2 separate regions of the Mus musculus genome follow, and region 2 is linked to region 1. Evidence: chromatin contacts called from public HiChIP or PLAC-seq data. All regions are on one chromosome and are shown on one strand. The core of a region is the stretch at or near the end of the contact, and the rest is flanking DNA. Distances in the headings are between cores, read along the strand shown. Region 1 overlaps Cenpu (centromere protein U). Region 2 has its middle 9.7 kb from the start of Gm39171.

Region 1 (7,024 bases), core at 784-3,283:
ACAAAATTTTTTTTTAATCTCAAAAACAAATTTTACAAAATACAAATTAATAGAAATATATGTGGTGTTTGTGGACTGAAAATATTAAGGTGCCCACATTATAAAAAACAAAAACGCAAACCAAAAATAACAAAACATTTCTCCCATATAAACAACATAGAGTGTACAAGCATGAACATCCTGGGTGAGGGAAGAACAGAACAGAAGTGGACTTGGTGGCCTGGCTCGCCTCGCACACTATGAACGTGTAAATGATCCTAGGTTTCTGCTCAACGCAACTGTGACACACAGTGAGCAGTGACAGCCATGGGGACATGCCTCACAGATGACAAAATCCACCAAATTACTCAAGTCCTGGGAACTACTGCAGTCAATATAAATTTGGCTGACATTTTCTGAGCATAGGCAGGAGTAGCCAGCCTGACAGCTTAACCAGGAGGTCATGCAGAAAGTTCCCCTTTTAAAAATCCTTAGTTTCTGTGGCCAAATAAAATCAGCAGAAAAACTGTCCCAGAGCCTGGAGAGAAAGATGTGTGACCTGGGCGAACTGCCTGTGTCTGAGGCTTAGTTTCTTCACCTATAAAAGAAAAGGGAATTTGCAAATAAAAATATAAAAAAAACCTAAGCTTGAATTGAAAAATAGTGTGTGTTTCTCGTGTTTTTCCCTCTGTTTGCTTTGTTTTATTTTGGTTGGTTGGTTAGTTGGTTGGTTTTTTATTTGTCTGTTCTCCTAAGGAGAAAGAAAGCATGGAGTTGGAGAGGTGAAGTGCGGGGGATCTGGGAGGAGACAAAAGTGGGGAAACCATGATCAGAATAAACTATGAAAACATTTTATTTTCAATTTTTAGAAAGAGCTCTTCACACCAAACAACTGAAGATTTCTCAGCAAACTGACGGCCACGGCCAGGATTGCATTCCCTGCCTTCCCTAGGGATGGGACGGGCTGTAACTAAGAGACGCCCCAGTGCCTCAGGCACCTCCTATGCAAAGTTTAAACCATCACACACTTTATCTTACTATGCATTTTCAAAATATTTGTCTGACTACAATTTCACCTAGAAAAGGAACTAAAAAGTCCAGTCTCAACACGTCTCAGTGGTCTCACACTGATGACGAGCTGAATAGAACAGCCTTATTATAGTTTAATTATAGAGCCATACAGTGACCTACCTCATGGAATCATATTGACTAAGCACGGGCCAACTGAATGACGTATTTAGGAAAAGTACCCTCCCATAAAGGAAGCTGTGAACTGTTACTGTCAATATTACTATATTACCCCACTTTTCCTGTTTTGGCCAAATCTGTAAATAACAGAATAGGCAACTAATTTGTCTCTCTCAAAATCCTGTGGCAGTCACTTAAAACCTAGTACTTAGCCCAGCAAGGTAGTGCCCACCTTTAGTCCCAGGACTCGGGAAGCACAGGTTGGTGAATCTACAAGAATTCGAGACCAGCCTGGTCTACAAATTAAGTTCCAGATCAGCTAGAGCTATACAGAGAAATCCTGTCTCAAAAAAACAAAACACAACCTAGTAATTTCAAGTGTTTACTGACAGATCGGAGGATCTGCTCAAGCCTTGTGCGACCACACCCATGTGGTCCTAGGAATTAACGCACTGCTGTTCATGCCAGGCAGGTGCTCTACCACTGAGCCACATCCCCAGCCTGTCCAAGCACTTTTAAAGCATCTTTAGAGTAGAGAGCGTGGCAAACTCTACTACACGAACGCCTCTGGCTCGCACTCCATACCTCAGAAGCCCAAAATGTACAGACAGACTACCACAGTGTGCACTAACCCCAGGGCATGGGGACTGCCCCCAACCCTAGACCTCAGAATAAGGACTGATGTGTCTCTGCAGAGTGTGTATTTCAACAGTCACTGAAGAGCCAGTGACCAGACTGACTTACATAGTAAAACCATCTATCAAAAAGTAAAATAAGCAAGCAAGCAACATAAACAGACCTCTCTGCCTGAGACCAGCAGACAACTGTGCCTAGGTTTACTCAGTGACTCACAGGACACCCTCTAAGGAACAGGTACAGTTACGCCCATATACACAGGAAGGGGCTGAGGCCCTGAACAGTCAGTGCCTCACTCAAGTCTGCAGTCAATGGTAGAGCCTGATTCAAGCTCCAGACAGTCTAATCCTATAGTCTATGTAGCTAAAGCTGTAATCAGACTGCCTGAGACCAGACCAGATGCTGAGAGTCAGAGCAGAGTTGACGGTCCTTACAGCACTCCCCTAAGTGACGAACGCTACTGCCCCTTTAGATGACTTCTCAGATAGAGCAGATATTACCTTACCGAATCAGTTCATCCTGGACTTCAATTAAACGCTGCCTTTTCTTTTCCATGTTGGCAATTATCTGAGCAATATAATAACGTACTTAGGTTAACATGGGAGAAGTTTCAGCACTTCAGCTAAGACTTTGGGTCCATGGACCCTCCTCTTGCCTCCCAGTTTGACTTGTTTAGCAGTTTCATTCACTACAGACCCAGGGGTAATCTTTTCTGTCTATGAGCTGTCTGGGGCTGGGGGGGGGGGTAACTTGGACTGACAAAAGGCTAACAGAGATCCCCATTCCTCAGTGTCCATTAACATTACAAAAGCAATTAAAAACCTGACCAAGCCCACAAAAGCCCTTATAAAACTGCAGGTCACAAAACTACCAGCAAGTGTTTCCTTACTCCCCTGGTTCATAGCCCATGACTCACTAAGAGATTTGGCGATTACCTTGGTGTTCTTCATTTTCAGGGCTTTTAACATCTGGGCTTCTTTAAGCTACAACGACAACAAAATAAAGTATATCTCATTTTCCAAGATGAACTGTATAAAGATCCACATGAGAAGGCCTTTGGGAGACACCAGTTGGTAAACCGCCTGTCACAAAAGCAAGAGGACCCAAGCTTGGATCCTGGCACTGGCACATTTGGATTTTATGAGGGGCTGGTGGGGATGAGTGGGTCCTTGTGGTCCAGCTGAGCTCACTGGCTGGCCAGCCTGGAGAAGCCAATGATCTTCAAGTTCAGTGAGACCTGTCTCAAACAGTAAGTTTTAGGGTGATTGGTGAAGTTACTCAGAGTGGGCCTCTGGCTTCCACATCCACACATGCACAGAAGGAAGTAAGAGGAGTTCTCACGTGTTTCTCGTCACAGAGCCAGCAAGTGCAAGCTGTTCTACAACCACAGGATCATGTCCAAACTTTAGTTTAAAACATTTTAGAGTAGCCAGGTGTATTGGTATCTGCCTTTCATTTCAGCACTTGGAGGGTAGAGGCAGGCAGATCTCTGTGAGTTTGAGACCAGCCAGGTCTACATAGTGAGTTCCAGGACAGCTAGGGATACATACAAAGACCCTGTCTCAAACAAATACAAGAAACTTACCATTCTGATGAGTTCTCCTTTCATTTTAAAATAAAACTTGTTGATGGCTTGATTACAACTTTCAGATTCTACTCTTTGCCTGTAAATTGATTTTTTAAAAAAGAGAGAAATGTACAGAGATCAGCCACACTGATCATGAGGGGAACAGGAAAACTACAGAGCAAGCCTATATCCACATCCACGCACTCGTGCACACAAGGTGGGCTGCAATGTGGTGGGGGGACAGTGTTGCACACATGCAATGTGGTGGGAGGCAGTGTTGCACACACACCTGTGCTTTCAGAGGCCAAGGGAGACAACCAGAGTCCTGCCCTGTCACACTCCTCAACCCCTGAGACTGGGTTTCCCATGAAACCGTCTTCAGTCTTTGCAGCCCTTATGTCTCTGCCCTGCACAGCACTGAGTTACAGCCGTGCACAGCCATGCCTAGCTTCTTATATGGACTCAAGAGCCACACGTGGGCCCTTATGCTTGCATAGTGAACCCTCTTACCTAGGGAGCCCTTTCCCCAGTTACTGAGGAGAGAACTCTAAAACCGGGTCAAGTTCTCAGAAAAACATTAGAAATGGTGTACTGGCTAGTTTTGTGTCAACGTGACACAGCTGGAGTTATCACAGAGAAAGGAGCTTCAGTTGAGGAAATGCCTCCATGAGTTCTAACTGTAAGGCATTTTCTCAATTAGTGATCAAGGGGGAAAGGCCCCTTGTGGGTGGGACCATCTCTGGGCTGGTAGTCTTGGGTTCTATAAGAGAGCAGGCTGAGCAAGCCAGGGGAAGCAAGCCAGTAAAGAACATCCCTCCATGGCCTCTGCATCAGTTCCTGCTTTCTGACCTGCTTGAGTTCCAGCCCCGACTTCCTTGATGATGAACAGCAATGTGGAAGTGTAAGCTGAATAAACCCTTTCCTCCCCAACTTGCTACGTGGTCAAGATGTTTGCACAGGAATAGAAACCCTGACAGATGGTTAAAAAAAAAATTAAAACAAATGTTATGTGGTTCAGCTATTCAACTACTGGCTATATACACAGAAAACATGGAAAGGAGGGACCAAAAGACACCAATATTCATAAAAGTATCTGATGTGAGAGGAGAAAGTGGTCAACTGTTTTGGTGACTGCAGACATTCAGTTCTGCAAAATGAGCAAGCTCTAGAGGTATGAGCAGATAGCTAGCCATTCTGCAGATTAAAAATGGCCCATGGTTTGTTCTGTTACACAATAAAAAAAACCTTGTGTACTTCACAACTATCAGAATGGCTAATAGAGTACTATTCCAGGGGTGACTAAGCATTCGTCTGCTCACGGAAAGACAGGTCCTGGGTAGACAGACAGCACATGGTCAACATCGTTAGAGCAGGTGCAGTGGAGAACAAGGGGACAGCGCAGAGGACAAAGCCAGCCAGGATGGGGAAGGTTAGCAGACGTGTCGGGATGCTTGGTTTTGTCAAGACTCGATCTAGAATCTCCAGGGAAGAGAGTCTCTCAGGGGAGTCTAGATCATGATCTCCTGGGGCATGCTAGTGAGGCATGCTAGTGAGGGATGTTTAGCAGAGCTACTTGTGGTGGGAAGACCCAGCCTGACTGTAGGCTGCACTGCTCCACAGGTAGGGCCCTGGACTGGACAGAGTGGGAAAGCCAGCAGAATCAGCAAGTTTGTCTGCCATGGTCCATGGATGTGACCACCTGCTCTGAGTGCCTGCAGCCTTGATTCCTTCACTGATGGACCCCAAGCTGGAACTGTGATCTAAAATAATCCCCTTTCCTCCTGAGCTGCTCCTCGGGATATTTTACCACAGTGTTTCCGAAGTCCTGCGCTGCGCGCCCCCCCCCCCCCCCCCCCCCCCCGCTCCGGCACTGTGGCCTCTGCCTAAGCCACCCTGCCTACATTCTGCTGATCCCACTTCTTCATGGAGAATCCTAGGCTGACTCCCTGACTAGCGTCCCAGCGGAGCCGGATCTCAGGAAAGCCAGATGCTCACAGCTGTGTGTGACTGACTAGTCCAGACTCTAAGACCCACTCTGCTGGGCTGCATTTTACAAATATTTTTGTTTAATGTCTTAAATTTTATGAATCACTCTCTTCAGGAGAGAACAAAGCCAAGCCGGGTGTGGTGGCGCACGCCTTTAATCCCAGCACTCAGGAGGCAAAGGTAGGCGAATTTCTGAGTTCAAGGCCAGCCTGGTCTACAAAGTGAGTTCTAGGACAGCCAGGGCTATACAGAGAAAGCCTGTCTCGAAAAAAAAAAAAAAAAAAAAAAAGGAGAGAACAAAGCCAGATTTGTGCTGGTGGAAGATAGGCCAAACCTGACTGACTGGGCTGTTTTTTCAACTTTCCCCACCCGAGGCTGGACCAGACAACTGAAGGGGTGTGTGTACCTAGCACAAGAGTGAAGCCCTGATGTGGCGGCTGCTCTCTGCCATGAGTGACGCAGGCTATGCAGCCGTGGGCTCTTCCCCATCGCTGCTCTCATGGGAGCTAACAGGGACTGGAGTGGGCCATACTTGCCATACACCACCTGACTGAGAAAAACCAACAGCACTGGAGAAACACACTTCTAGATCAAAGTCTACGAGGAAGTCGAGAATAGATGAGCCAACAACTCGCACTAGCATAATTAATGTACGCAAAGGGACTCTAATGAACGCACAGAATCATCTGACGCGTGACAACATCGGGAACAGGGATGGACCCACCCAGTGCCACTCCGAGCACAGCTGACCAGGCCCACCAGTGCCAACATCAAGGGACTTACTTATACTCCAGGAAGGTTTTCTCAAATACAGACAGAATAACATCCAACTCCGTTATGTCACTCTGTCTCTTTCCTTCCAGACACCAGATATGCATACTTTCAGAACCATCTAGAATATCAAGCACATTGTCAGTTTATACACTCGATATCTGTAACCTGGCTCGAGGCCCAGGCTCTGAAACCCTGAACAAAAGCAGCCCCACCAGAGTGTAAACACAGCTAGAGCCACAACCGCCTCTTCCTGCGCCAGGGCAGTCTGCCGGCCCTGCCTGTGTCACCCCCTTGCTTCCTGGGACAGGGGTGCACCTGTCATGTGCTGCAATGGGGCCTCTTTACAGCCACATTAAACTTTATTACACAGGTCCCCATGACATTGCTATTTCTGTTTTCAGTACCATTTTTTAAACAAAATAGCATACAGTAGGGGTTTACAATACTTGGGAAATTGGGAGATTTATATTTTATGACTCAATGACTTGACTCTCTACTCCTCTATGAAAAATAAAAACACCTTGATAAAATTGTACATAAAACTGTTCAGGGGGTGGGAGCAGCTCATAAAGAGGCTGGAGATGTGGTCAAGACACCTTCCCAGGATGGGCAATGCTGGGAGCCCAGCCCCTAGCACTGCAAGGGATAGAAAAATGTAAGCAAGCAAGCAAGCAAGCAAGCAAGCAAGCGGGAGGGAAGGAGGGAGGGAGGGAGGGCGGGAGGGAGGGAGGGAGGGAGGGAGGGAGGGAGGGAGGAGAAACAAGAGGGTAGGGTGGGCCATACAGGCTTTGTTTATAAAGCCTAAACCTCAACACTCAGCCCCCACAGCAGAGTGTAGAGAGCACAGACTGCAGCATGGAAGCCCATCTTTTTATCAGAAGTTCTTTACTTTTA
Region 2 (6,994 bases), core at 1,086-3,585, 760 kb before region 1:
GCTCCCAGCCAGACCTGGATCCTGATCATTCTGGCCTGGTGTACATTCGTGCTTTGACGCCTCCTCGAGGAAGATGTAAACCCTCCCATCCCGAACCCCTCCCCTCCGATCCCGAACCCCTCCCTTCCCATCTTGAGCCCCTCCCCTCCCTGTCTTAGACTCTGCCCTGTCCCCGAAGCTGGTTTACAGACACCACCAGAGGAGAGCAGAACACAGGACCACAGAATATAGCTCGGAGAGATCACCACCGTGGCAATCTCCATCTTCTGGCATGCCATTTTCTTTCCCAGATTCTAAATCCCTGCCATTTGGAATTTGCCATTGTTTCCTGTTAGCGATACCGGAGCCGTCACCCCAGAAGGAACAAAGGTTAAAAGAAGTTTGCATTTTAAAAATGGGGGCTGAGGACAGAGTTCTATCGGTAAAGTGCCTGCCACGCAAGCATAGGGACCTATTTGAGCTCTAGCTGAAGTAAAAGCTGGGAGTGGAGGACTTGGAGTACTAAGAGGCGGGCAGAGACAAGCTAATTCCTGGCGCTCAATTGGCCAACTAGCCTAGCCAATCAGTGAGCTCCAGGTTCCATGAGTGACCCTGCCTAAAAGAAGGTCAGGTGGAGGGGCTGAGAGATGACTCAGCAGTTAAACACACTTGTTGCTCTTGCAGAAGACCAGAGGTTTTCAGCATTTTCTGACCTTTGAGGGTACTTGCATTCATGTACACACACACACACACACACACACACACACACACACACACACACACACACAGTTTGTATTATTACTTTTGTTGTGAAATCCAAAATTGAATGCAGCCCAACACCTTGACTGCACCTCAGGCTTAAGCAGTATTCACTGTGCTTTATGACAATATTGTTATAATTCTGACTTACAAAACACGTGTGTGTGCATGTGTTTCATGCACCCTAGTGCTTGAGGATGCCAGAGGTCTGAGTTGCTGTAGTTTGTACGCCGTCTGCTGTGGGTCTTGAGAACTGAGTTCCAGTTCTCTGGAAGAGCAGCGAGTGCTCCTAACCTCCAAGCCATCTCTCAAGCCTGGCACTGGTTCTTAGGGCTGAATAATTCTATTCCTCTTCCAACTGAATATTTTTAATATAAATCTTTTTTTTTTGATCTGTTAATGCAACACAGAATTCCACAGAAAAGATATGGAGTCTAATATGCTATTTTCCTGGGAAAAAAGCATGCATCGGGCTGGCGAGATGGCTCAGTGGTTAAGAGCACCGACTGCTCTTCTGAAGGTCCCGAGTTCAAATCCCAGCAACCACACGGTGGCTCACAACCATCTGTAGCGGAATCTGATGCCTTCTTCTGGAGTGTCTGAAGACAGCTACAGTGTACTTACATATACTAAATAAATAAATAAATAAATAAATATTTTTAAAAATGCATGAATTATGGCATTTTGTGTATCTCGAGATCTCCTTTGTATCCCTATTGCTAAGTTTAAACTAGCATTTCTTTAATAGTTGTTTAAAGTCTAGAACTAGAGTAAAATTTAGACATATGGGAAGCCTTTCATCACCCTGGCCTTCTGCTTGTCACCAGTAGCACTTCTGACACTTTGTTTCCTGCCTGAGCAGCTGGACTGGCAATTTTGTTGTGCTGATGGGAAACAGAGAGCAGTTTAAGTTAATTTTTTTACTTGAGCAAGAAGTAGGTCCTAGGCACAGGCTATAATCTTATTACTCTGTGAGGACTGAAAGTTCTGGGTCAGCCTGGGCTACAGAGAGAATTCTAGACAAGCATACAGCATGGCGAGACACTGATTCAATAAACAAACAAAGAAACAAACAGGAAAGAAAAAGAAAAACAAAGAAGCCTACCACCAAAATTAAAAATAAAAAAGAAGAGGAGGTGGAGGGGGAAGGGGAGGGGGAGAAGAGGGAAGAGGAAGAGGAAAGTTTGTAGAACCTAAACCTTTGCAGATGGTTCTGAGTACTCCACGCCAGGCAATCTACTGATTTTTGCTGTCTCCCCAGGCTCAGGCTATTTCTGTAGCTTTAAGGAAGAGATACGTATTGATTGTACAGCTATTTGCTTCCAGTCCTGCAGGATCTAGCCTGTCTTTAGTACACATGACAGAACCAATCAAGCACGGAGCGCTATCTTAAGATACAGTTTGTCACCCAGAGGGAAGAAAATCGGCAATAAAGACATGCAAATCCCTCCACTGTGATGCTGTCAGGCATTGTCAGAGGGGCTGGAAAGCTACCGAGGAGCCCACTTCTGTGTCAGCACCGAACAGGTTATAGTTATAGCAAGAGAGAGGAAGTGACATAGAGAAGCAACCTGATTGGCCACAGTCAGCATTCACCTTATATGGGCATGGCCTGATCGGCAGCAGCCAGGACTGGGAAAAGCCTGATGGCTGTGATTGGCTGAAACCTAGTTGCTTGGTTACAGAGGTACAATCTTAGGTTAGGCATTGTACTTCATTGGGAGGCTGCTTTGGGACAAGGTGTGTTACGCAAGTACAGTTATAGGTACCGGCTGTACTTATTTGTTTAATCATAATAAATCAACCTTTTAATGTTGCTGATTCGATTCGAACCAACTCTGCACTTAAGAGTATGTAAAATACTAGGTGGTTAGAAGAGAGACAGTGGAAACAGTGACTCCGAGCTTGTAAGTTAACATGACCAGAAGTAGTTTGTCTTTATACTCTGGTACACATTAGAGCGAAGAAAAAGGCCCCTCTTTTGTTTATATTTTTAATCCTCTTGGTCAGGCTCTATTTCACCTGTTAAAGAATTGGTGGCTAGGCTTTTGTTGACTGTTTCCTGTCTAGGACAGAGGAAAAGCAGCCCAATAGGTTTCAGAGTAGATGAGAGCAGATGCGTGTTTGCTACCCATATCCATTGTATACAACGCCTGATATGCATGGGGGGGGGGGTTCCTTCTCAAAAGTCTCCATTTCCATTTGCTGACAGAAGTCTAGGAATTTCACTACAGCTATAACCGTGACACTTCCAGACGCCTTCTTGAGACTATTTGACTGCAGGGTTAAATAGTGATCTTTAAAATATGAAAACAAACTCAGTCTGTTATGTATAACATGTATGAAATTGGATAAACAAATATAATAAACAATAATAAAAATGTTGCAAGGAGGGAGGTAGAAAGGTCACACAGATAAATCTGGGAGGCTGGAACACAAGGCCACAGCAGAGAAGGGCCAGGTAAGCCGTCTCCTGGCCTGGGATGCCCTGGGAGGTTGTGTCAGATGAGCCTTCAGTGGACGTTTAGTCTCTTGTTCTTGGTCACTTTGTTATCAAAAGCAAATAAAAAATGTCACAGTCTTTCAGGACAGCCTTATTCCCCTGGTGCTTTATTGTAGGACATGGGACAGAGATGGTGACTCTGTCCTTTTATAACCTGCTGAGGAAGTGTTCCTTTTAGAGCCTTGACATCTGTTTCCCATGCCAGCCTGTCCTGTAATTAATGCTTGCCCCACATAGTCACTCTTTGTTGGTATCCATTGGAACAGTTTGTTGGCTCTGCCCTGGGCTTACCAGATAGAAAGGCGGGTGGCTTCTCTTTGGATGGTACATGGCTTATCTCCCACAGTGAGTTAAGGGGGAGGGGGCAGGAAGTGGGCAAGACTGCCAGCCTTCTCAGAGCACAGAGGATCAGAGCAGATCTAGAGCAGGGAGCTAGGCACAGACAAAAGAGCCTTGAATCCAGAGGGACAGACTTTGCTTAGTGTTTTTATTGCTGTGAAGAGACATCATGATCATGGCAACTCTTATATAAAACACAGCTTTTGATTGGGCTGGCTTACAGTTCAGAGGCTTAGGTCATTATCATAGCGGCAGGAAGCATGGTGGCATACAGGAAGACAGGGTACTGGAGAAGTGGTTGAGAGGTTTACGCTCAGATCTGCAGGCAGCAGGCAGAGAGAAAGAAAGAGAGACACTGGGCTTGGTTTGAGCATTTGTAATCTCAAAGCCCACCTCCCAGTGACATACTTCCTCCAACAAGGTCACACCCACTCCAACAAGGCCACACCTCCTAATCTCACCACTCTCTATGAGCCTATGGGGGCCATTTTCACTCAATCCATCTTTAGCTTTTGATCAGAGAGGTGTGACATTTGCATGACGAAGAAGTATGTTAAAATGCCAACTAAACCCATGCTTCCTAAGTCTAAGATTTGGACACTTTCTTGGTAAGTCTGTAATCGCCCCTGAATGGTGACTCTTCTTGGTGGTATTTGAGGGCAGATGCTAGGAAAATGTTTGAACCTCAGGTTCAAGAAGTCACAGAAACCATTGGTTAGTGAGGTTTAGTGACATCTTTAGAAAACAGAACTCCAGGTGGCAAAGAAAACCTGTCCCTTCAGATTATTTCTGCATCTGTGGGTGGCCCGGGGAAAGCAAGGACTCACTTGAGTCCTTGGCCATTCCAGGAAGGTGTTAGAGGCTCCTTTAGAGGCAAATGTAGTGACCTGTATACACACAGATGTATACACACAGATGATGTATACACACAGATGTATACACACAGATGTATACACACAGATGAAGATAGGATTGATTGCTTAGAATATTAAGATGAGACAGAGGTGGAGTTTGTTTCGAAGAGCCTTTAGCCATGACGCAACATGGGGATTATTAGGAAAAAGAGGGAGGGGAAGGATAAGACACGCCCAAGAGTGGATGTGGGCATATTGAGAGAGAGGCCTGTTTAAGGGTAGAAGCAATAGCCATGCATGCAATTTTGGTGGCTCAGTCTGTGGGTCATGACCTCTCTAGGGGTGGCGTCAAACTACCTTTTCATGTAAGTTGCCTAAGACGACTAGAAAATACAGCTATTGGGATTCATAACAGCAGCAAAATAGAGTTATGAAGTAGCAATGAAAATAGTTTTATGGTTGGGGGAGTCTCTACAACATGAGAGGTCTCCACAACATTAAAGGGTCACAGCATTAGGAAGGGTGAGAGCTGTTGTCTCAAAAGGTTCTTAAAGAATCTCTCTCCCTTACCTTTCCCCCCTCTTTTTGATAAATGAGACTATAGATTGACTTTAGATTTGCCCTGCACAAGGTTATAATGTGATCCAGTACAGCCATTGGTCATATGGTCACACAAGGGGTTTAAAATACACCTTTTATTGTAAGTAGAATTTTGTGAGACTCTTAGAAAACTGTAGATTTATGTCCGGGAAGAGAAAGCCCTTGCCTGGTCATTACACTCTCAGGTCTTAAGGGTGATTCCCTGTTGCTTTAAAGTTCTCATCTGAAACATTTCTGTATAAAGGGATTCACAGCAAATGTTCTTCATTGTGATGGGACCCTTGACCTACAGCTAGCAAGAGACTTTAGCTAGATCCTGGGGTGAGGGTGCCTGGCTCTTTCTGTGGCTCCTTATTTTTACTATCTTTCTGTCCCGCCACGCTAGTCCTAAAACTAACAGAGTGAAGCTATAGGATGCATACAGTGGCCTTGGTGGGCTGCCTTGGGCACAAATATAGTAAACATCTTTACTGCCACATGCACATCTGTTCTGAATAAAGCCTGGTTGGCTTCCAGGAGTTTATCTGTGAGTGAGTGGCTGTTTTACTATCCACGAGCATGTGCGGCTGTCTTTCCATTTCTTTCTAGTCATAAGTTATGGCTGACAAGGATATTGTTTTAAAGCATTTTAATATTTTAATCATCTTGTACTGTTACGAATTTCCTCCACATTAAGTCTTGCCTTGGCTTTTTGTACCCTGGAGTGCAGCATGGATTATCATTTATGATATTATTTCTTGGGACAGTGTATTCTACAAATGAACATGGCTTGTTAATTTTTAGTCTAAGAAAATGTATGTATAAATTTGAGTCTTTAAAAATATTTATTATGCATATGAGTGTTTGCCTACATGTTTCTATGTATGTCATATGCATGCCTGGTGCCTTCAGAGGCCAGAGGAGGGACTGACTCAGATCTCTGAAACTTGTAGGTGCTAGGAATGGACTCAGGTCTTCTGCAAGAGCGGCAAGTGCTCTGCTGAGCCACCTCTCTAGCCCCATCAATTTAAATAAGGCTATGCTAGTAAGCTTTCTGTCATTGCTACAAAATATTGTAGAAAGACCAAATTGAAAGAAAGAAAGGTTTATTTTAGTTCATTCAGTCATCCTAGGTTATGGCTATCTGTCTGTCCCTCTTGCTTTGGGTCTGTGGTAGCATGGCATATATATGAGTATACAGTGCAGAGGATATTCATGTATCCAGAAAACACACACTGAGGTGGTAGAGGAGGAAAAAGTGTGGAGAGAAAAGGGGAGGAAAAGAGAGGAGAGAGAGGGTGTCAGGATTCACATACCACCTTTAAGAACATATCCACAGGGCTGGCGAGATGGCTCAGCGGTTAAGAGCACTGACTGCTCTTTCAGAGGTCCTGAGTTCAATTCCCAGCAACCACATGGTAGCTTACAACCATCTGTAATGGAATCTGATGCCTTCTTCTGGTGTGTCTGAATATAGTGACAGTGCACTCATAATAAACAAAGAAACAAACGAATAAATCTTTAAAAAGACCATATCCACAAGGAGTTCGAATCCTCCCTCTAGACTTCAGTTCCCAAAGGATCCATCTACCTCTCCTCAAATAGTGCCTACAGCACAGGGGTCCTCTAGGGACATTTACATAAGCCGCTACAAAAAACAAAGGGTGAGCTATTAGCTAGCAATAAAGGTGTTCATATCTAAAACTTCCTATGGCTAATTTTCCCTGCACACCCATCCTTGGATGCTCTTTGGAGTCACAGTTATAACTTTTGTCACACTGAAGAGGGTAGTGGGAGTTCCGGCTATTCCAACCTTGAACGTGGTAGAAGTGCTACTTGGAGGACGCTGTCTGTTGAGAGAACTCTGCGATGGATGTGTGCCTGCTAAGAGAATTCTTTACCATCTGCATTGCACAGAGTCTACTGAGCATGAAAGTACCCTATGTGAGATCATGTTTTTTCTATCCTCAAAGTTCAGCGT

The links. HiChIP or PLAC-seq counts read pairs in DNA pulled down with a chosen protein or histone mark.
Region 2: an RNA polymerase II HiChIP or PLAC-seq map of embryonic stem cells shows a contact between it and region 1, with 6 read pairs. The contact joins two enhancer-like sites. A contact is called at or near these places in 3 of 115 datasets of contacts at active chromatin or transcription factors (embryonic stem cells and large pre-B cells) and 1 of 9 other capture datasets (embryonic stem cells).

Annotation. Positions count from the first base shown.
Region 1 is chr8:46,569,195-46,576,218 of GRCm38.p6, reverse strand. Cenpu (centromere protein U) reads right to left here. Exons shown (of 13, transcript NM_027973.4): 8 at 6,140-6,248; 9 at 3,389-3,467; 10 at 2,739-2,786; 11 at 2,309-2,370. It overlaps Primpol (primase and polymerase (DNA-directed)), which reads left to right. Exons shown (of 15, transcript NM_001001184.2): 15 at 1-636. Among named protein-coding and RNA genes, the nearest start is that of Cenpu, 21 kb to the right of the region's middle. Within about 2 kb of position 2,033, at least 26 of the 459 cell types and tissues checked have an H3K27ac peak or open chromatin away from gene starts, as enhancers often do. A contact at or near this core is called in embryonic stem cells, where this site is marked.
Region 2 is chr8:47,329,717-47,336,710 of GRCm38.p6, reverse strand. It overlaps a transcript of Stox2 not described here. Among named protein-coding and RNA genes, the nearest start is that of Gm39171, 9.7 kb to the right of the region's middle. Within about 2 kb of position 2,335, at least 169 of the 459 cell types and tissues checked have an H3K27ac peak or open chromatin away from gene starts, as enhancers often do. A contact at or near this core is called in embryonic stem cells, where this site is marked.